Regions from separate parts of the Zea mays genome. Here region 2 is linked to region 1. Evidence: chromatin contacts called from public Hi-C data. All regions are on one chromosome and are shown on one strand. Each heading gives the region's core, a stretch centred on a gene start, on an enhancer-like site or on the middle of the called end of the contact. The rest is flanking DNA. Distances are from core to core; before and after follow the strand shown.

Evidence for each region. Hi-C and Micro-C count contacts between places; a contact is called where the count stands out from the background.
Region 2: a Hi-C map of bundle sheath shows a contact between it and region 1, with 3 times the contacts expected there. The contact joins the promoter of LOC103632825 here to the enhancer-like site in region 1. A contact is called at or near these places in 2 of 25 Hi-C or Micro-C datasets (bundle sheath and ear).

Annotation. Positions count from the first base shown.
Region 1 is chr7:126,373,860-126,379,995 of Zm-B73-REFERENCE-NAM-5.0, forward strand. LOC100502415 reads left to right here. Exons shown (of 14, transcript NM_001365550.1): 4 at 1-82; 5 at 209-715; 6 at 1,655-2,068. Among protein-coding and RNA genes, the nearest start is that of LOC100502415, 4.9 kb to the left of the region's middle. Within about 2 kb of position 2,817, at least 18 of the 20 cell types and tissues checked have an H3K27ac peak or open chromatin away from gene starts, as enhancers often do. A contact at or near this core is called in bundle sheath and ear, where this site is marked.
Region 2 is chr7:127,373,711-127,379,846 of Zm-B73-REFERENCE-NAM-5.0, forward strand. LOC103632825 (probable GTP diphosphokinase RSH3, chloroplastic) reads right to left here and starts at 2,607. Exons shown (of 6, transcript XM_008654556.4): 1 at 1,594-2,607; 2 at 1,315-1,500; 3 at 1-452. The coding sequence starts at 2,277.

The sequences.
Region 1 (6,136 bases), core at 1,567-4,066:
GGCAAAGCTCAAGGAGCAGGCGGAGGAGTACGCGTCGCTCATCATGGAGGAGCTCGACCCGGAGAAGCTTGGCTACATTGAGGTACGTACGCGCGCGGGCCGTATGCCCTACGGGCTACTGTCTTTTTGACCAGGGGAAATTTGGGGGGGTACGTACGCGTGCTGCCGCCGGACTGACACGTGTGCTGCCTCTTCCCTGTCTTGCCAGCTGTGGCAGCTCGAAGCGCTGCTGCTCCAGCGCGACACCTACATGAACTACAGCCGCCCGCTGAGCACGGCCAGCGGGGCCCAGTGGAGCCAGAACCTCGGCGTCGGCGGCGCGCTGACGATAACAGGGGGAGGAGGAGACGGCGGCTGCGGCGTGGACGGCGACCACCCGGGGCCTCCGCGCGAGCGTCGCCGGAGCTGGGGCGTGCGGAAGGCGGCGGCGCGGGTGCGCGTGGCGGCGGAGGAGAACTGGCGCCGCGCCTGGGTGCTGGCGTTGTGGTTCGCGGCCATGGCGGCGCTGTTCGTGTGGAAGTTCGTCCAGTACCGGCGCATGGCGGCGTTCCAGGTGATGGGGTACTGCCTCCCCACGGCCAAGGGCGCCGCGGAGACGCTCAAGCTCAACATGGCGCTCGTGCTGCTCCCCGTCTGCCGCAACACGCTCACGTGGCTCCGCTCCTCCTGGGCCCGCTTCTTCGTCCCCTTCGACGACAACATCACCTTCCACAAGGTAAATTACGAGCGGACTCTACTACTGTACTGTGTACTCCATGATGTCCGTGCAAGCTCCCCACCGCCAGCCGCTTCCGCAAATATCGTCGCGTCCGACGTGGCGAGCCACCTACCCACGGTAGATTCGTCGCCCATGATGGTAAGTAACATCCAAGCGGTCGACGACGACTCACGGGTAGTCACTTGCGGTAAATATTCCGGCGGCCGATGGGTCGGTGGTTAGTTCGGCCGTCGCCGTCGGAGACGAGGCGCGGAGGCCGTGTCGTACGCGGCGGGAACGTGGCGTCCAATGATTGGCCGCCCACGTAGGGGGGGTCCCGGATCCCGTGTGGAAGGGCCGCTGCCGGCCGAAGGCTGCTCCGGACCCATGTGGTAGCTTGAGACTTTGGGCTTACTATACACCCATACTACTACTACATGTGCAGCGTACTCATCTACGGTGGGTTCCCCAGATACGCAGGCGGTAGGCCAAGTCTCCATCACATGTTCCGTACTGCACTGCGGGCAGCGGCGCGGACACGCGGTCTAATGATTCTGTCCCGGCGGTAAGTGGGGCCGTACGGCACAGAAGATCCCTTGCCCACGGTTGGGACAAGTGCGTGTGCGTGCTGCCAAAGCCCAGCGCAGTAGTAAGGGTCCAGTCAAAAGTCAGAGCCGCTTCCCGGTCGGTGAAAGTTGGCACGGACCGAGAATTGTCTCTGCAGGCGGGCCACAAGTGTCCCAGTCGCTGCTGGGTCCCCAGCAGCGGTGCCGGGTTGTTCTCTGGAAAGTAACCGTGGAGGGCACTGTCAGTCACGGTAACGACTCGTCGTGACCGAAGCAAAGACAATGACGTGCGTTTGCGTCCACTTTCACTGCCGTAATTGCAGCAGCTGTGAAAATTTTCCAAGAAACTTGATCAACTAAATATGCTTTTATTTCATTTCCTCTGATTCAGATGATCGCGACGGCGATCGTGGTGGGGATCACGCTGCACGCGGGGAACCACCTGGCGTGCGACTTCCCGCGGGTGATCGCGGCGAGCCCGGAGGAGTACGCGCTCGTCGCGGGCGCGTTCGGCGCGGACAAGCCGACGTACGCGGGGCTCCTGTCGGGCACGGAGGGCGTGACGGGCGTGGCCATGGTGGTGCTGATGACCGTCTCCTTCACGCTGGCCACGCACCCGTTCCGCAAGGGGGAGCCCAAGGGCGCGGGCGCGGCCGCCGGCACGTCGCGGCTCCCGGCGCCACTGAACCGGCTCACCGGCTTCAACGCCTTCTGGTACTCGCACCACCTCCTCGGCATCGTGTACGCGCTCCTGCTCGCGCACGGCTACTTCCTCTTCCTCGTCCGGAGGTGGTACGAGAAGACGGTACGTACGTGCATCCCCCGATCGATCCCTTTCCCCATCTGTGTGTGATGTGGATTGCGATTTGGTTTCGGCGCGTTTTTTTTCCCCGTCCGTTCCGTGGCACGCACTTGATCGATTTCATTGCTTGGGCGAGGTTAGTTGGGCGTTGCTGGTTGCGACACGTCGCGTAGCTTTTTTTTTGGGAGGGTGACGATTTTCTGTTTTGGCCCGTCGCGCGAGGGCAAAGGTGATGGTAACCCGCGTCGCTTTTTACTTTGGACACGCCGTTGTCGCGTCCGGTGCTCCCCGCCACTGCTTGCCTTAGCTCCTCCTTCCAGGAACGATGCCACTCGAGATTGTGCTATATTTGGTCATGCAGTCTGAACAGCTTCGGAGAATTACTGTTGCCATGACGATGCCACTCGAGATTGTAGCAGCGCGCCAGCGTGCGTGAAGGCCGGAGTGCCGTGGGACGTGGGGTACAGCCGGTACAGGGAGTGATGGTGGTGTCGGTGCCGCCGGAGTCAAACCGGCCGGAGCATGCTTGGCTGTTTCCAGCCGGAGACCTGCTCGGAGCCGCCGCCCCGCCCCGGTCGAGATCGTCAAGGGAAGCGACGCGTCCGTGTCGGGTCGGGTCCGTCCGGCTAGGCTCTTAAAAACACGGCAGGCTAAGAGGTAGGCAGGTAGGCAGGCAGGGTAGACCGGCCGGGATAGAGACGAATACGGTAGCGGTGGCGGCAGCGGTCGTCGCTGCGAGCTGTCACGGCCTTGCGCGGCACGCGGGCAGGTGGTGATATGCTCCACAGCTCAGTGCCGGGTGCCACGGCGCGGTGCTGACTGCTGACGTGTGGAGTGGTGGCCGGCAGTCGCCGTGGTCCTCGTCGTCGTCAGTCTCGGGATCGGCTGATCCATGAACGGGCACGGACGCATCGAAACAACTGCGCTGCGGAACTCGGGGCCCCGCCCCGCCCATCCTGTCAGCTCTGCCCAGCCGGAACGTGGGCGTGGGGGGCTCTTAAAAATCATGGTGTCGTCTTTTAAGGCCAGGCCAATTACATCATTTTCGGCAGAGGACTAGGGCCAAATTATATATGAGCTTCTGTTCCCTTCCCTTTCGGATGTGTACAGTTGTATCCCTACGCGTTTGAGTGTTTATGATGGCCCCTGCCCTTGTTGGTGGATCTGGCTAGTGTGTGCTGTTGATGGGGGCCACTTTACAGGGCACTTTCGTTTGGATCTTTGCGCTGAAATAGGTGGTGAGGATTGCGCGCCGAGGCTAATCATCGACGTAGATGGACCTTATTTAGTGCTGTCCATGGCCACGTACGAATGGCCCCCCTCCCTGCGCTTTACAGGAAGGAAGCACTGTTTTAGCAGTACGCGAAATTAAACCCTCCATCTCCTCCTACTAGTACACAAATCCAATCCATCATCCGTCGCTGGATCATGGTTTTTGAACGCGTTCTTCCGTTCCCATCCTATAAAACCTAGCAGCCTTATTACCCCCACTCTGTTTTGTTTTTTATTTTGTTTTTTTTGCCACGAGGGTCGGTTACCTGCACTCATATCGCTTTAGCTTCACCACACACACACCCCGCACGACACCCCCGAATCTGCAAGCGACGGGCGTCGTCGCATGCCTTCGCCTTTAAGCTTCCTTCCAGTGATGGGGTATGCGCAGCGCAGGGAAGCTTCTCCCTTTGTGCTGCTACGTCGTTTCTCGGTGGTGGCAGGCAGTATACCGGCCGGCGCATCTCTCCCTCTCTCTCTCTGTCTCTCTATTTCGTCCCACATTTAATTCGCGGCGTGGAGTAGAAGTAGACACGACGTTGTCAATCGATCAGCGGCGCAGCAAGCGACCAGCTCGTTTTGACCCAGACCACATGGCCACCGCCCACCGGCGTATAGTATAATGCACGGCCGCGCCACCTACTGCGTACTGCCCCCGGCAGCAGGCGACGCGACGACCCGACTCGCACTCACAGTTTTGTTGTATTCATGTGGGTTCGTGGCCACTAAATTTGGCATGGCCGTGACTTGGTGCCCGTTCCCGTCTCACCAAACCTCCCGCACTTAACAAACGCTAGTAGGAGTACTGATTAGTGGAAACGCCTTGGGTCCCTTACCACATGTAGGCAGTGCGGAGGCCGCAGCACAACGCTGTCCAACGATTTGCGGTGTTATCTGGGGACGCGCTGAGTTGTAAAGGGGGGCAAAGGGACCATGGCATAGGGGCGCGGGGTGTGGTGCCGACGGCATCTCATTCTTCTCGTCTTGGGATCGAATCCGATTAAAGAGCCTGTCTATACTCTAGTCTTATCTTGCTAGTGATGAAAGGCAAAAGAGAAACAACTCCAGACGGAAAGAAAGAAAGAAATGCGTACTACTCGCGCCTAGACGGAAAGTAAGAAAGAAGAGCCTGTGTGGCATTGTACTAGGCGCCACACTCGCCCCTAGAAACTTGACGGCCGCGTCGTGTGAGTGTGTGCCCGTGCGTGGGACTTGTGACTTCTCGTGCAATTCGGATTCGTGCGTGGCGCGGGCCTCACGCGCTGCTCGCCGGTTACCTTTTTTTTTTCTCCTTGGCGTGGTGCTGCAGTGGGAGCCTTGTGGCGGCGGGCGAGAGGTACCGGTCAGGGACCACCGTTGCGTTCAGGGGGGAATGCAGTGCAGAGGGGGAGGAGGGGGGGGGGGGGGGGGGGGGGGGGGGGGGCTCCTCTGATGCTTCTCGCAATTGCTTTTCCATAGGCGGCATTGGTTAATAGCTCAGAGGCGTTGGGTTCTGTTTGTTCTGGGTCGCGGGTGCGGTAGGTTCGGCCGGCCGACGGTGATGTCGATGTCAGGCAGATATGTAGTGCTGTACTGAGTCATCCGGAAAGAATGCCTTTTGGGACCTTGTTTATTAGTAATAAAAATATGTCATTTTGCTTGATCAATCCCCCGTTGACCCCCCCCCCCCCCCCCCTTCTCACCAAATCAACACTTATTCTGAATTCATGTCTCAAGGATGGCAGCGACCGCGGTTTCTACACTATTTATTTGATTGGATTGGATATATGCCATTTGCGATTGCACAACCTCGGAGGCTCAGGTGTCAAAAGGTACGCTCCAGGGTCCAGGACAATGCCCGGGTGTTGGTGCCGGTCTGGGCGCCAATCACTGTGATGAGTACCGGCGGCGGTGCTCTCTGCGGAGAAGCGGACGGTCCGTGACCTGGTGTAGAGGCTAGAGTTTCTGTCTGACGAGCCGGATGGTCCGCGCCTGGTGGCCAGATGGCCCGCACGTGCATAGAGGCGACGGAATTCGCCGAACAACACCTGGATCTCGCTCCTGGGAGGGACCCCGTCGGCGAGAAGAGATCCTAGGGTTTGTCTTGAGATCGGTAGGTCACCCAAGACGCATCTAAACAACGTAGAGCCGGAGAGAGGTGAAGATTAGAGAGGGAATTCTATACTACTGTCTATTCCTTTGATTGATGATTCGATTGTTAGTTCTTCAATCGTCTGTACCCCTTCAAATATATGAGGGAAAAGGTCTAGACTCATTTATAGGCGTCCTCCAACAGCTCCCGCGAGATTAGAGGGATAAACACGTGAGGAGATAGAAGTTTAATTGCCTGATCTAATCTAATCACAGACCGTCCGCACCTATAGCCGGACTCAGGGGCGGAGCCAGGATTGTGATATAAGGGGGGCCGGCCAATTCATCAATACTATATGATAAAAATATTGTATAATATTATCAGGTGACAACTTTAGTTGAAATTTGTAGATTTTATTATCCACAAGATCTAATATAGTATGTATATAAGTTGTTGCCGCTCATTCTGCTGCTTCGCGTGAACACCTTCTTTGTACTTTGATTGTGGGGCTATGGTAGAGGCAAGTCAAGTGGTCAGTGGCAATCGGCAGCTGCCTAGCCAGACAATACGATAAAGTATAAAGGGTGAGGTTCAGATATCAACGTCTGCAGGTGAATTAGTTTTGACGTTTAATGCATTGATTGGTCATTTAACGAATATTTTGTCATTTTTTTCCTTTAGACTTTAATTGACATACTACACTAGAGTTATGGATCATGTATTACTAA
Region 2 (6,136 bases), core at 1,357-3,856, 1.0 Mb after region 1:
TTGCAATGGATGCTGTATAGGCTCTTGTGCCTCCCAGAAAGACTGTGGTACGAGACACCAGCATCCCTCAGGCCTTTATCCAGTTTATCCACGGCAGATGTGATCAGTTCTTCGTCGAAGGATTCCCTAAGTTTGGACGACAACTCCTCGTGCTCTTCCGGATTCAGATACTTGAAACAGAGATTCTCCAGCTGGTCTTTCCAGCTAGCAACCCCTAGCCGGTTAGCTAGAGGCACGAAAATCTCCATTGTTTCCTTGGCGAATCTTTCTTGTTTGGCACAAGGCAAAGCTTTTAAGGTCTCCATGTTATGCAGCCGATCCGCAAGCTTTATTAGAACAGCGCGTGCATCCGCCATTGCGAGGAGCATCGTATGCAAGCGATCTGCTTCAACTGTCCTGCTTGCCGTGTTGTTGTCACGAGCAAGTTTGCTGAGGTGGCTCAACTTGGATACCTGAACAGATCAGACAAAAAACCTTAAGGACAATGGAGCTGGCAACAGAACGGAGCAACGTTAGAACCAGGATGGGTAACACCACATAAAGGCTAGTTTGGGAACCACATTTTACCAAGGGATTTTCATTTTCCCAAAGGAAAATGAACTAATTTCCCATGGGAAATAGAAATCCCTTGGAAAAATGGGGTTCTCAAACTAGCCCTAAAAGGGAATTTCCAAAATAGACATGTCAAACCGAAGAATGCAGGCAGCCGATAACAAATTGACATAATATATTGCAGGTTGTGGTTGTGGAAAGAAATAAAGAACTACCCCATCTGCACCAAATTATAAGTCATTCTATCTTTTTGGGGGACTAAAAGCATATCATGTTTGACAAAATTTACATAATAAATTAATAATATTTGTGATGACAAACAAGTATGATTAGATTTTTAATCAATTATATTTTTAAAGTGTACTTATTTTGTGTTATAAAATTTTATAATTCCATCTATAATTTAAGTCAAACTTGAGATGTTATGACTCTGCAAGAAAGATAAAGTAACTTATAGTTTTAAGAGACAGACTAAATAGTGTGCTGCAATTGTCAGCTAATTAACTCAAATATGACACAATGGGTTGATCCACAAAAGTCGCACATTGGGTTAATCCAAATGGGTAATTTTTGTTTAGGTGCTTATAAGATAAAATGACAGCAGCACTAGATCATTGACTTAAAGTTGCAGGAGGTATATCATCATAATTGGACCAAATAATTGCAACTGATCTAGCCAACAACTTGTTGATACACAGAGGAAATAACGATGCTTTCCAATCGCAACAAATTATCAAGTTCCAAGGGAAAAGGAACACATACCCCTTCGACGAGATCGGCAACCCCAGCACCAAACATATGGAAGATGTGGTCATAGTCAATGAATGAATCATCAATGGTGTCATGCAGAAGCCCAGCAGAGACAACCGTTGCATTTGCGCCGACCTTGGCAAGTAGCACAGCAGTCTCCACACAATGTTGCAAGTAGGGGTCACCACTCGCGCGCGTCTATTCGCACAACAAAAGCAGAGACAAGATTCAGTAACTATCAGGATCGGACAATTCAGGCACTCAGATGGAGGTTGGAATTTTGTGGTTTACCTGGCCACGGTGAGCCTTCTCGGCCTCCAAGAAGGCCTTCACGACCAGCTCCTCGTGGAAGATGCGGTGGCGATCCTGGGCACTCGCGAGCAGCTCTTGGGCGTATGGCTCGCAGGCAGGGCTAGCCTCCGCGAGGTTCTCGTCGAGCTCGAACGCGAGCTCGCTGGCGCCGACCTCCGGGCGAGGGCTGGTGGGCGGCGCGTAGTCAACGCAGGAACCGAGAGCGTTGCGCACGAAGCCAGCGAAGAGGCGGTCGCGGTCGCGGGCGGCGAGCCAAGAAGCCGGTGGGCTCCGGGATGGTGAAGAGGTGGACGGCCCCTGGAACACCGACACGGGGCTGTGGTGGTGGTGATGCAGGTCCCTCCGCTTTAGCTGCGAAGACGAGTGGGAGTGCGAGTAGGAGTACCCGCCCCCGTCGGCGGGGACGCTCAGGTCGTCGGATCTGTTGTGCCACAGCGCACCGAGGTCGTCGTGAGCCGGGGCGCGGGGCGGCGCGGCCGCAGCTGCCGGCGAGGAGAAGAGGCAAGACAGGCCGCCGCCGCCGGAGGGCAAGCGGTACGAGGCGGCCGGCGGCGGGGGCGCAGCGGTGGTGCAAGGCGACGAGCCACGGGAGGCTGGGTCGAACTCCGAAGAGTAGACCGCGCCCGGCGGACTGGTGTACATGGAAATCGCGGGCAACGACATCGCCGGAATCAGGGATGCCTCCGACGCGCTCGAACTGAAAGCCGCTTAAAGCTGCTAACTGTTCGGAATCGGAACTGAATTCGGCGCCGAAACCAAAAGGCAGCACAGAACAGAATCCGATGCCAAAGATTTGACCTCGGTGAGGTGGAGTCGACGAGTTAATAAAAATCGAACAAGAGGAAGTGTTGCAAACAGCTGAAATCGGCGTGATCAAGCAGGGAATTTCGTGGGGAGGGCGAGGAGAGCAGGGAAATGGGGAAAATCTGTTCGGCTTGCGTACTACTTGGGTTGCGTCCCGTCTGCTGCTGCGTGTGCGTGAAGAGAGAGAATCTGGGACCCTCGCTAATTATAGGAAGGCGGCTGGCTTTCAAAATGCCGAAACCGCCCCTCCTCAGGAATCTTCTATCTACCGTGTTGCCGGAGTTTTGGCCGTTAACTAGTTTCGGTTTTGCCGGTTTTGTCAGCCTTAGGCCCTTAGCGATTAGGATTCGAGTGTTTTAAATACGGACCCGGAAGAAGAGGATAGATCTTTAATCCAAGGCTATTGCGGTTCAAAAGAAGAGGAGAAACTTTAATTCAAGTCTACGTATTTGCTAAACTTTTGCACGCTACAACTTTATAATATAATCATCGATATTTTAAATGTAAAGAACAGTCTAGCTATCAGTCATCTGTAAACTAACATTGAATCACTGCAATTGAAGTTTTGCCTCCTACTAACATTTCGCTGATTTTGCGACTCAGGAGGAGCCGGCCGATTGCAATGTGCTAGTAGGATCGTCAGCTAGAGTGCTAGACGCCCAGTCGGCGACACCGCCTTTCTATCCAAACGAACGAATTGGTGGCGTTACTGTGACTTCTTTACGCCTTGGACATACCGACACATGTCTCGATTAAATAAAAAGCTTGCCCTATCCAAAACCTTCTTCATTCACGCCCCCTGGCCACAGCTAATGATGCTCGATGTGATGCTAATGCGCCATTATCATGCCGATAAAAGCAATGCAAAAGCAAAATAGTAGTAGAATAAAAGACTTTCTAGAAGGTGCTACAGCTTATCCACTACCTCTAGGTTCCCTAGAGGGGTGTGGAGTGGAGTTGGCGCGGCGGCCATTTTCTAATTCGCTGTTCCTGCACTCCGGCAAGCTCCTACAGGCCGTTGCAGAAATCATGGAGATTCGGCCGGCAAAATTCTCCATCACAGGGATTATTAGGTTCCGCTTAAGCATTGAGTGCTACCTGTTGCGGTCACCATATTTGTCACTCTTTTTTTAAAAAAGAACTGACACATTTGTTTCTTTTGAAAGTATTTACCTATAGCATTATATAATCCTTTTTAATCCCACCCAGCCAAATCCCTCGTACACTCATAACTTTCACTAAATCCACCAAACAAAATATACTTAGACTTAAACACACAATAAAAAACAACGATTCAGATAGCCAGATAACCCCTCTTCATCACTCCCTCAAATTTAATGAACAACATTATTTAAATACAATACTCATATTTCATCCCTCTTCTTCTACCTCCCCGCCGACCCTCCCACTCACGTCGTTGTCGTCGTCAACCTCTCTTTTTGTGACACCACCGTTGATCCCTCTCTCGATCATCCGGTTCATAGTGTTAGCATGAGCTATATGCTAGTTTTTAATTAAAAAATATAAGGTTAAGTAACTAGTCGATTACAAAACTACACTTTTAAATTATTCTATGCTAAATAATTGTTGGTGGATATTTTCTGTGTGACGTGTGAATAGAAGCTTCCTGCAAGATCTTCTTCTTTGACAAAGAGGAGACCTAAATCTCAAAACAAAAGTCTGTTGTTGGCCCTGGGTGCGTGTTTTGCACCCCCTGTCCTGAACCCCAGAGGCTGCATGCCTGCATGCAGGGTGTAAAAAGTAGAACCGCTGTGTGTGTATGTAAGCTGTTCAAGTTCGTCTCAGATTCTCCTCCCAGTCTGCAACTCTGCATCGCCTGCTGGCTGCGGCCCTTTTGGATGAATTAGATCGTGTGATGATGTGACGCCACGCCGAATGGGCGGCTTGTCTGAGCGAAAGCCGTGATATGCAGGGTGGCGGTGGCGTCTCCATCTCCACGGCGCCGGGCTGTGTGGACCAGAATCTAGCCTTCGGGGTGAGGTGTGTGAGTGTGAGCTTCTGAAGAATCTTCCAGCCCGGGCGAGCGCGGAGGCAGGTAGGTATAGGATGCCGTGACGGAGGCGCCCTTCTTCACCTTCCGGACTCCGGTGTGATTGGGATCTCGCCTTTTTGTGGGTCCAGGTCCAGCGTCCAGTGCCTGAATCTCCGTCAGCTGCCGCGAACGGTTGGTGGCGGCGGCGGCAGCGACGTCCCTGGTCGATCCGTGGTCCTGCATTGAACGTGGGATGGCAGCGCTGTTGCTCACGGCTCTGCCGAATCCTACCGGCAGGCGGCAGCGTCGACTCGTCTCGCCACATGACGTTCTGGAAACTCTAGCGACGCTTACGCTCGTTTATGTCGTGTTTACTTGCAGAGGCAGAGAGTAATAATAATCACTCTCAGTCCGTCACTAACTGAACATCAAGCACTCCCGTCAGCGTTTTCAGTTTCACTAAATTTGCGAGCTTTGATGTGTGATCCGACTTCCTCTTCCTTTTGTTCTCGTCGGTGCGGTGCCCAACGTGCGGGACCTTAACCTGTTCCAAAAAAAGTATCCTCCGTCTTGATCAAGACGGACGACAAGTCATCAGCGCTCAGGGCGGATAAAGAACGGAAGCGCAAGCGCCGCCCGCTTGCCGGCAACGTGCGTGCAACAGTTGAAGCGTGGACGTCTGCCTTGTACGCTCGCCTACGTCTCCTCCACGTGGGGTGCAGAGAACGGCGATCGCGGCCACTTGTTGCGAACCCGGAGCGCGATGGTACTATTATGGTAATGGTACGTGGTACCCAGCCACGCTCGTCGTCGGCCCGCGGGAGCGAGCGACGTGGACGTGGACCGGACGGCAACGTGGTGGCCGACGAAGATTTGCGCGTGCCGGTCGACGGAAATTCGCGGGAAAGCCACTAGCGCCGCGCGAGTCGACGCAGGCCGCAGCAGGTATAGACCTGACCAGCCGTTTGCCGTCTCCATCGGCTGTTGCGCTTTGCAGGTCCGAATGTCGTTCGATGCGAGAGGCTTCGTGCTGCGTGCCCCTTCCTACACGGCGCAGAATGCCAGAATCAACCAGTTTTCTGGCACCTCCTGTACGACTTCACACCACGCACATTGTACTACTATACTACTTTTCTGCCAACGTGCACGGTATTGGTAGGACGCTGAATCTACCTACCGCTCTTGAACTCAAAACTGTACCCTAGTGTCTCCAGGATCTCGTATCAGAGAAAAGGAAAAGGAGTTACACTATGAAATGGAGGCATCCTGACCCATAATTCAAGTACTTCTTCTATTTTATAGAGGAAAGAAAAAAAGAAAATCTGAAGAAATATATAGCTCCAGGTTGCACCGAAAGAGTTAAAAACTGAAATGATGTCAGCTGGGCCTCGTGAGTCAGGACAGACCGACAGAGTGTGTATCTGGACATTTGCTGGGCCAAAAGCCCAGTCCGCTATCAGTTTCCGGCCCCAACTGAAGCCTATAATCTAGCCATGTTAAAATTTCAAACAAATAGACCATAAATTCAAAATAAGTTAGATTATGTTATCTAGATAGATTATAATCCCAAACAAACAGGTTTTTTGGTACACCTAGCTCTATAAATATACAACAAAATACATATAAGTGCCTTAGGGTCTGTTTGGTTGGGCTGTGGCTGTGGAAAAAGTTGTTGTGGGCTGTGAGCTGTGGAAAAAGCTGTTGTAGGCTGTGAGCTGTTAAAAA